3 separate regions of the Pan troglodytes genome follow, and all the other regions are linked to region 2. A link is a contact called in public HiChIP or PLAC-seq data. All regions are on one chromosome and are shown on one strand. Each heading gives the region's core, a stretch centred on a gene start, on an enhancer-like site or on the middle of the called end of the contact. The rest is flanking DNA. Distances are from core to core; before and after follow the strand shown. Region 1 holds the start of SOS2 (SOS Ras/Rho guanine nucleotide exchange factor 2). Region 2 holds the start of NEMF (nuclear export mediator factor). Region 3 holds the start of VCPKMT (valosin containing protein lysine methyltransferase).

Evidence for each region. HiChIP or PLAC-seq counts read pairs in DNA pulled down with a chosen protein or histone mark.
Region 1: a contact with region 2 is called in an H3K4me3 HiChIP or PLAC-seq map of stem cell-derived excitatory neurons, with 2.2 times the contacts expected there. The contact joins the promoter of SOS2 here to the promoter of NEMF in region 2. A contact is called at or near these places in 1 of 7 Hi-C or Micro-C datasets (stem cell-derived neural progenitor cells) and 1 of 1 datasets of contacts at active chromatin or transcription factors (stem cell-derived excitatory neurons).
Region 3: a contact with region 2 is called in an H3K4me3 HiChIP or PLAC-seq map of stem cell-derived excitatory neurons, with 4 times the contacts expected there. The contact joins the promoter of VCPKMT here to the promoter of NEMF in region 2.

Annotation. Positions count from the first base shown.
Region 1 is chr15:48,247,197-48,250,094 of NHGRI_mPanTro3-v2.0_pri, reverse strand. SOS2 (SOS Ras/Rho guanine nucleotide exchange factor 2) reads left to right here and starts at 1,611. Exons shown (of 23, transcript XM_016926049.4): 1 at 1,611-2,200. The coding sequence starts at 2,114.
Region 2 is chr15:47,868,865-47,871,841 of NHGRI_mPanTro3-v2.0_pri, reverse strand. NEMF (nuclear export mediator factor) reads left to right here and starts at 1,405. Exons shown (of 32, transcript XM_054666511.2): 1 at 1,405-2,116; 2 at 2,936-2,977. The coding sequence starts at 2,058.
Region 3 is chr15:48,133,738-48,136,574 of NHGRI_mPanTro3-v2.0_pri, reverse strand. VCPKMT (valosin containing protein lysine methyltransferase) reads left to right here and starts at 1,396. Exons shown (of 5, transcript XM_009427780.5): 1 at 1,396-1,770; 2 at 1,878-1,988; 3 at 2,146-2,218. The coding sequence starts at 1,505. SOS2 (SOS Ras/Rho guanine nucleotide exchange factor 2) reads left to right here. Exons shown (of 23, transcript XM_016926049.4): 23 at 1-923.

The DNA.
Region 1 (2,898 bases), core at 362-2,861, 380 kb before region 2:
AATGCAGTAGGTCCCAGTGTTGCCAGATCTTTGTCAAGAGAAGCTGAAAATATACATTTTTATATGAAGCCTCTTGATTTTAAAATGTTAACAATTAAATTTAAATACAGCCTTAGCTAAACAAAATATGTCTTCAGGCCTGACTTGGCCCAGAAAAGCCTTCTGATATTCCTAGCCAAGAATGAGATTTCTAACAAGTTTACTCTCCTATGAGTAAAGAGAACATACATGGTCTAGTAGTTTGACAGCACAGTAGTTTATAGCTGGAGTCTGGGAACAGGAGAGAAAAGTAAGGACCCTCTATATAAGCCAAAGTCTTCGCTCTCACAGACTGAAACATTAATGGGAGAAATACAAGCATTTTACCATCCCACCTTTTATCCCAAGTACATGTGAATGGATACGGCCATTTATTAGAGGATGTTCTTGATTTAGTGGATAAGAAAAATAATCTTATTTTCCAACTCTGCCATTCTGATTTTGCCCAAATGAAAAAGTGGTGCATGTTTTGGGGAGAATAATTGCTCAGCTACTGATGCCGGAACTGAATTGTAGTACTGACTTATTTTTTGTACCCTGTTCGTCTTTTCCCTTTCTCACTGCTGGTGGCTAGGGACGGGGAGTAAAATATCTTCTTTACAACCTGTTAAAAGTAATGTGCTCAGCCTCTTTAGCGGGATGAAATTTGTGGTAATGATAAAGTTACCAGAGCCTATGCCTCTTTGGATTGAAAAGCTTGTCAGGATCTTTTCTGGGTTGCTAATGAGTGTTTCCTAGACACCGATCCAGGTTTTGTAGGACCTGAAGCCTACACAATTTGGATGACACGATTAAGAAAACAATTCGAAAATATCTTTTGAAAGTTTTGTAAAAACGATATGATTTTGTGAACGCACAGGGGCCTGTGCAAGTGAAGGACCTTTCAATTCAAGCTTGATCAACGTCACTGTCATCTGCCCCTTCTGACCCTACCACCAGGCTAAGGGCTTTCCACGCCTCATCTCTCGGTCCCCACACCATCACCCTAAGAAATAGTTACTATATCTCTAACGATATATTATATATAGTACATACTTTGTGTAAACATACGGTACTCATGAAAACAAGCCACGTAGAGCACAAATACGTTAAATATCCTGTCCAGCCCGAATGCCCCTTTCTCTCCACGTCCCTATACAGCCTCCCACGACGGTAGTCCTGGGGCTCCAGCGCTACAAGAGTGGCACCAAGTCCGGATTGTCTTAAGCAGGTCGAGAGGAGGGAGCATATGGGTAAAAAGCAGTCAAACTGAAGAGTCTGGAGCGGCCCCCAGCACAGTCTCGGGAAAAGCGGACTCCCCTGGGGCCCCAGGCCCCGCACCCCCGCGCCGGGCTGGCGCCTCTGCCTGCTCCGCGGCGCGCATGCTCCGTGTTAGGCCTCTTGGGCTATTCGGGATAATGAGCGCCGGGCCGAGGGGGCGGGCCGAGCCTCGGCTGCTGGGACCTAGGGCTCAGCGGCGACCCCAAGGCACTCTGCGCTGCTGCTAAAGGGGGAGCAGCGGCGGCGGCCAGCGCTGTGCGCGCCATAGCGAGGCTCGCTCGCCCGAAGCGCACTCCGGGTCGGTCCCCAGAGCTCTGTGGAGGTGACTCGAGTGGGCAGGGCCGGGCGGCGCTGTCGGCTGGGAGGGCGGGGAGGAGGCGATGAGGTGACGAGCAGCCGCCGCCGCCGCCGCCGCCGCTGCTCACCGCCCGCCGCGGCCGTAGCGGGAGTCGGGGCGGGGCTGGGCCAGCTGTACCCCTGCCGGGCCGCGAACCCAGACAAAGGAGGAGGAGCCGCCCCAGAAGCGGGCCAGCGCCGCCGGGAAAGGAGGTCGCCGCCCGGGGTCGCCCGGGCTCGCGGGTCGCCGCGCTTCCTCTGCGGGCGCTGCGGGAGGCGAGGGCCGCCTCGGCGGAGGAAGCCGACCCCGGGGTCTCCGCCAGCCCGCCGGCGCCGCCTCCGAGCCGCCTCGGCCGTAGCCTCGGCCCGGGCGGGAGGCGGCGGCCGCCGGCGAGGCGAGGCGGCCCGCGCCCTGCCTGTCAGGCCACCGGCCCGACCCGCGGGCTGCCCCCGATGCGGAGGCGCTGTCGCCGGGGCCATGCAGCAGGCGCCGCAGCCTTACGAGTTCTTCAGCGAGGAGAACAGTCCGAAATGGCGGGGACTGTTGGTCTCGGCCCTGCGGAAGGTCAGTGCTAGGGCCGGGGCGGCCGGCGGGTGGCCCGTGGCCCCCCGAGCTTCTAACGGGGAGCAGGTCGTCCCTCCCACAGGGCTCGAGTCCCCAGGGCCGAGCCGTTTCTCGTTGGCTGGCGATGGGGGGCTCACAATTGCCTGTTGCATTCTGAAGGACGTTTCTCAAGTTTTTTTTTTTTTTTTTGCCTGGTCCCGGAAGGAAGGTTTTGTTATGATCATAAAACTGGATTTCATGTTGCAGTCATTTCGTCAGGCAACTTCCGCCGTTGACCAATTTGTTGTCCTCAGGCTGGAATCGGGCAAGAGAAAGTCCCGCTGGTATTTAGACAGTTTCTAAAACAAAAGCACATTTTCAGGCCGGGTAATTACTTTTAATTAAGTTCTTTGGGAGTGTTCCCCCTAGGCGGTTTGCTTGTCAAGGGTATCCACTTATGAGGCAATGGTTTTTTGTAATATGGATGTTTCACATGTGTGAAATGTCAGTGAGTCATAATATTCTTATTCATTTTACAGTTCTCAAGGTAAATTTAAAGCGCCTTCCCAATTCCTGCAAACGGTGTCTTACCTGTTTACAAGAGATTACCCTTAGAAAATTTGGTCAGTGTCTTCAGTGTCTTCACGACCAAATTGCGATTTAGGACTTGAAATCATTTTAAGGAACAAAAAAGGGGCAACTCCTGCAAATCAGTCTTT
Region 2 (2,977 bases), core at 156-2,655:
CTCATCATTCAGCTCCCATTTATAAGTGAGAACATACGGTATTTGGTTTTCTGTTCCCATGCAAATTTCAAGCATACAGTACATTACTATGAACTATAATCAGCATGTTGTACATTAAGTCTCCAGAACTTATTCCACGTATAACCGAAAGTTTGTGCATTTTGACCAGTATCTTCCCATTTCCCCCACATCCCAAGTCCTGGAAACCACATTTCTGCTGTCTGTTTCTATGAGAAACTTCTAGATTCCACGTATAAGTGAGATCATGCAGTATTTGTCTTTTTATGTCTGGCTTATTTCACTTAGCATAATGTCCTCCAGGTTCATCCATGTTGTTAAATCCATGCCAGTTGCAAACAGCAAGATTTATTTCTTTTTTGAAAGCTGATTAATATTCCACTGTATGTATGTGTGTGTGTGTGTGTACATATATATTTGCACTCATTATCCGTTCATTCGTTGATGAAAAGTAGATTATCCCTATATCTCGGCTATTGTGAATAATGCTGCAATGAACATGAACATATATCTTCAGGATAGTGATTTTGTTGCTAGATCACATGGTAATTCTATTCTTAATTTTGTGAGGAGCCTTTATACTGTTTTGCACAATGGCTCTACTAATTTACATTCCCATCAACAGCATACAAAAGTTCCCTGTTCTCCACATTCTCGCCAATGCTTTCATATTTTGGGCCATTCTGTATGGTTTACTGTACCGTATGACAGTAATGCTGTGCAGTATGTGCTATAGCCATTTTTGCATCTACTGGTACCAGTTCTGAAATAGCAGCGGCGCCCTTTCTGTTTAGAGTCGCCTTCTGGTGGTAGGAATTCTGGTTGCTACCATGTGTAGCCTGCAAGCCTCTAGCAGCTCTTTTGCAGCGACGCCGAGCGCCGGGCGCGGTGGCGCGTGCCTGTAGTCCCAGCTACTCGGGAGGCTGAGGCTGGAGGATCCCTTGAGTTCAGGAGTTCTGGGCTGTAGTGCGCTATGCCGATCGGGTGTCCGCACTGAGTTCGGCATCAATATGGTGACCTCCCGGGAGCGGGGGACCACCAGGTTGCCTAAGGAGGGGTGAACCGGCCCAGGTCGGAAACGGAGCAGGTCAAAACTCCCGTGCTGATCAGTAGTGGGATCGCGCCTGTGAATAGCCACTGCACTCCAGCCTGGGCAACATAGTGAGACCCTGCCTCTTTTGAGTTCTCACCTTATAAAGTAGCCTTTCTTCCCATGCATCTATCCTAAGACAAAAGAAATGCAGAATTTACATTCTTACAGGACTATTTTCCTCACTACACTGTGAATCCCCCCTCCCACCCCACCCCCATTGGGAATCTTCTTGTTTTTATTTTTATCTTATTTCACCATTATCTAGCTAAACACTTGCACATTCATGCTGCCAGGTGTTTATGGAGCACCGATTGTACACCAGGTACTGCGGTGAGTCTCAGGGGTACCAAGACCGAGGTTCGATGAGAATCCTGTAATCAACTGCAGAATGCTCCTTCGGAGAACAGGACCCATCAAAATAGGAACTCCGTTTTGAGAGTTCGCCTCGATCGTTGAGGATAATCTTAGAAGGACCGAAGCAGTTCCGTTTCGTTACATTTCAAAATCTTATGTCAAAGTAAGCACGCAGAAAGGGGTCCTTGCTCTTCTACACTGAGCCCTACGGCCCCCCTGTGGGGAAATACTCCTGATAATCATCTCGAAAATTGTTTCGACCAGCAGGGGTCACTATGAAGGCTGACTTGAGCCCAAAACACAATGGGGCACGGTAACCAGACTGGTCCGTAAGGGTTCCAGGAAGGAATGCAGCTTCAAGAGAACAGTTTGAATCTTTATTCGAATTTGAATTTTGGTACAATGAAGAGAGTCAGCTGCAACTTGACAATCGAAATCCTCAGAAAAGCGACACAAATACGTTCGCCTCGAGGAATATTGGGTCTTCTGCGCGGCCGTAGAGCTCCGCCAAGTGCGCCTGCGCGGAAGAGAAGTGGCGTCGAGTCCGGCCGGGCAGTAGAGGAAATTGCGGTAGTGACCCTCGGGCCTCGCCATGAAGAGCCGCTTTAGCACCATTGACCTCCGCGCCGTACTCGCGGAGCTGAATGCTAGGTACAGTACCCTAAGTGACGAGGCTTGTGTGGGGAGTGCAGGAGGCAGAGGCCGGAGTCCCATGGCGCAAACAGACCAGCTTGATGTGTTTCCTTATTTCCTAGTGCGTCTATGGACCTGCCTAGGCCTGAGTGGACAGGCGTGTGGTGTCTTTCCCGTGACCCTTAGGATACCCCTGGGTGTCCCAGGCACCTCGTGCCCCATCCCCCGCGTCCTCCCAGCTCTCTGGCTTGCCCCGCTAGCGCGAAGCTCTTGCATTGTTGGCCTGGGTTGTCCGGGTCGGGCAGGAAACGTTTGTTAAAACACGAGACGCCAGAGTGGTCGTTTGCTTCAGAGGTTTCCAGACGGGGGCTTGGTTTCTTGAACACCTCCCTCCCCTCACCCCAGAGAGAGAGAGAGCATCGCGGTTTTAGCTGGATTGAGCAGATTTGGACTGAGATCTGGATTCTAGTCTGGATTCTATTATTCAGCCCTGTGAGCTTTGTCATATTTTCGGGGCCCTCTTTTATCTTTTTTTTTTTCTCCTTTGTAATAAATTAATTGGATTATATTTTACTGTATTTCTCCCCCAAAATTGGGTCATTTGGAAGACGCAAGTTATAGTGTGTTGTTCCTAGAGCTGATAGACCACTTCTGTTTTTAAATCGTTACTCTTAAGTTTTGAACTGAATCTCCAAATGGCTTTCAGACTCTGCTCCTCGGCTGACTCCATATCCTTAGAGACTGAGATCCGCTCTTTCGGAGCTTTTATTAAATTATGTGTAGTTTTATGTTTCAGACAGTAGTGTAACATGTTACATGTTTCCTTTATCTTTGCAGCTTGCTAGGAATGAGAGTAAACAATGTTTATGATGTGGATAA
Region 3 (2,837 bases), core at 147-2,646, 260 kb before region 2:
GACATGATTGCACTGAAAAGGGATAGTGCTTTTGTGAAATTTTTCAAATTTGAGTAATAGATGCCTTTTTAAGGCAGTGAATTTACACAAATATGGGAGGGGTATATGGTGTTACTGATTTTTAAACCTCTTTGACCATCTTCTAGTTTTTACTTCTAGTTTTTACATCTAGGAGAATTGTGAATAACACCAACTGTTCTTAAACTCTTTAATGCCATGTCTTAAATGCCGGTATTTGCTGCTGAAGACAAAAATGAAAAGTAGGATGAAAATAATAGAATGGCACTGTAAGTGTTTATTATTTTGTCAAAATGTAAACAAAGACTACATAACCCAATGATGGAGGGAAAAAGGGCATGTATCTCATTCAGATGTGCCTTTTGTTTTTGCAGACTATGACGTCTTTAGCTAATGAATTGCCTATTGTTATGGAAAACAGTTAATATGCCATGTATGTACAGTTTTGTTTATATTGTATATTTAAAGATACTGCTAATAACCTATATAAATTTAAGTGACTTGAGGCCTATAATACAATCTGCTACTTTACTAATTCATAAATTCAAAAAAAATTCTATGGCATAGGAACCAACTGCCTTGCCTTCAAGACCTAGTAACTTTCTCTATAAATCTCGTGTTAACTGAAATTTTTTTTTAATATATTTTTTAGATTGGTAATATTTAAACCAGCAAATACTTAAAGCTTTATTAAACATTTTAATCAGATAAGTGAGTAAAGCTTTTATTTGCCATTTGGATGCCTTCGTTCAAAGTGATAGAGTGTTTTGCTGATAGTGCTGTAGCAGCAGTTGTAAAGTAGCCAAAAGCCACGTTGTTTATTTACTGGTCTGTGGCCTTTTACTGTGCTTTGTATCAGAGTTCTTAACAAGATTAATAAATCACCCCAGTCTTAATTTTTAAAAGACTTTTAAAATATGTGTTTTCATTATAAGGAACAAAGGGGGAGATTGTTGAGTCCTATAGACACACACACACACACACACACAAAATTTTTTCTTCACTGTTAAATGTGAGCTGCAGGCTTCTAGCAACCACTTTTATGAATTCATACAAAAAACTAGGAGCATACTAGGAACTTGAAAAGGAAGATTGTAAGATTATAGCCATCTTTGGTAGGATCTTGGAAGCTGATTGCATTTAAGCCTTGTAACTACTATGTAAATCAAGTGTCCAACTTGGTAAACTCTGAGGTTGGCTTTGTTTTTTGAAGAGCAGATTATAATAGTTTTGTCTGGGAAAGTGATTTAAACGGCCTCTTCGTTAAGCCAAACGTGTGATTTAGGGTAGAGGGAGGCTGCCAAGCGCGTCGGGTAAGCAGGGGCCCCACGCTCGGCCCCGCCCGGGTAACGCTGCCTTCCGGGCTTTGTTAACTCGCGCGCGCTGCGTCGCCAACTCAGCGGCGGGCAGGGGGCGGAGTCGCAGGGTGGGGCGGTGCGCGTTGATGTGACGTCCCTGCGCGCGCCGCTTTCTGTTGCCGGGCGCAATGGCGGATACGCTGGAGTCCTCGCTGGAGGACCCACTGCGGAGCTTTGTGCGAGTTTTGGAGAAGCGGGATGGTACAGTGCTACGACTACAGCAGTATAGCTCCGGTGGCGTGGGTTGCGTTGTGTGGGACGCTGCCATTGTCCTTTCTAAATACCTGGAAACGCCCGAGTTTTCTGGCGACGGGGCCCACGCGCTGAGCCGGCGGTCGGTGCTGGAGCTGGGTTCGGGCACCGGGGCCGTGGGGCTCATGGCTGCTACCCTCGGGTAAGAGCTGGCGGGCGGGCGGGATGTGGGGGCGCCTTCTTGCTGGGGAAATCCGGATTACAGGCTTTCCCCCCTGTGCCTACACCTCAGTCGACGTTATTTTATAGGGCTGATGTTGTAGTCACCGATCTTGAGGAATTGCAAGACTTGCTGAAGATGAATATTAATATGAACAAGCATCTTGTCACTGGTTCTGTTCAAGCCAAGGTACTGAAATGGTTTGTATGGCCTTTCAGCTTGTTTTAAGATATTGATTTGTAGTTTGTTTTGAATTGCGTTTCATTAAAAGGATGGAAGGGGACTTTCCGGTTCTTTATAAAACAAGAGTATTTTGAATTATTAAAACAATTGAAATATTTGTTTGGCATTTTTAAGGGGGGAAGAAATAGAAGGCTTTCCTTCTCCACCCGACTACATACTGATGGCCGACTGCATATACTATGAAGAGGTAAGTATCCAGTGAGCGAAGTCTCTTCATTTAGAAGATGAACCTTATTCCATGAATTCTAAAGCACACGTTTCTTCACATTTTAACATCTTTGAATCCGGGATTTGCCTTATAGTTGATGCAGTAAAGAGAAGATAAAAGTCACCAGGGACCATATGTATATACGCTCATCATTATCATACCGACCTGGTGAAGCATGTTGAGAAAAGTGTTATATGCATTTTACTAGAGGCTTCTGTAAAAATTTTAAAGGATTTTGCCAATTGGATGTTATGAAAAGCCAAAATCCTCTCTTTTTCCCTTGGTTGTTCCCACGGAACATGTTAACCATGACATTGAGAATTAAGTTATAAATAATTCATTGTTCTTTTCTTTAAATATCAGTTTGGGCCGGGCGCGGTGGCTCACGCCTGTAATCCCAGCACTTGGCAGGTCAAGGCGGGTGGCTCACCTGAGGTCGGGAGTTCGAGACCAGCCTGACCTACATGGCAAAACCCTGTCTCTACTAAAAATACAAAATTAGCCAGGCGTGGTGGTGCATGTCTGTAATCCCAGCTATTTGGGAGTCTGAGGCAGGAGAATCGCTTGAACCTGGGAGGCGGAGGTTGCAGTGAGCCGA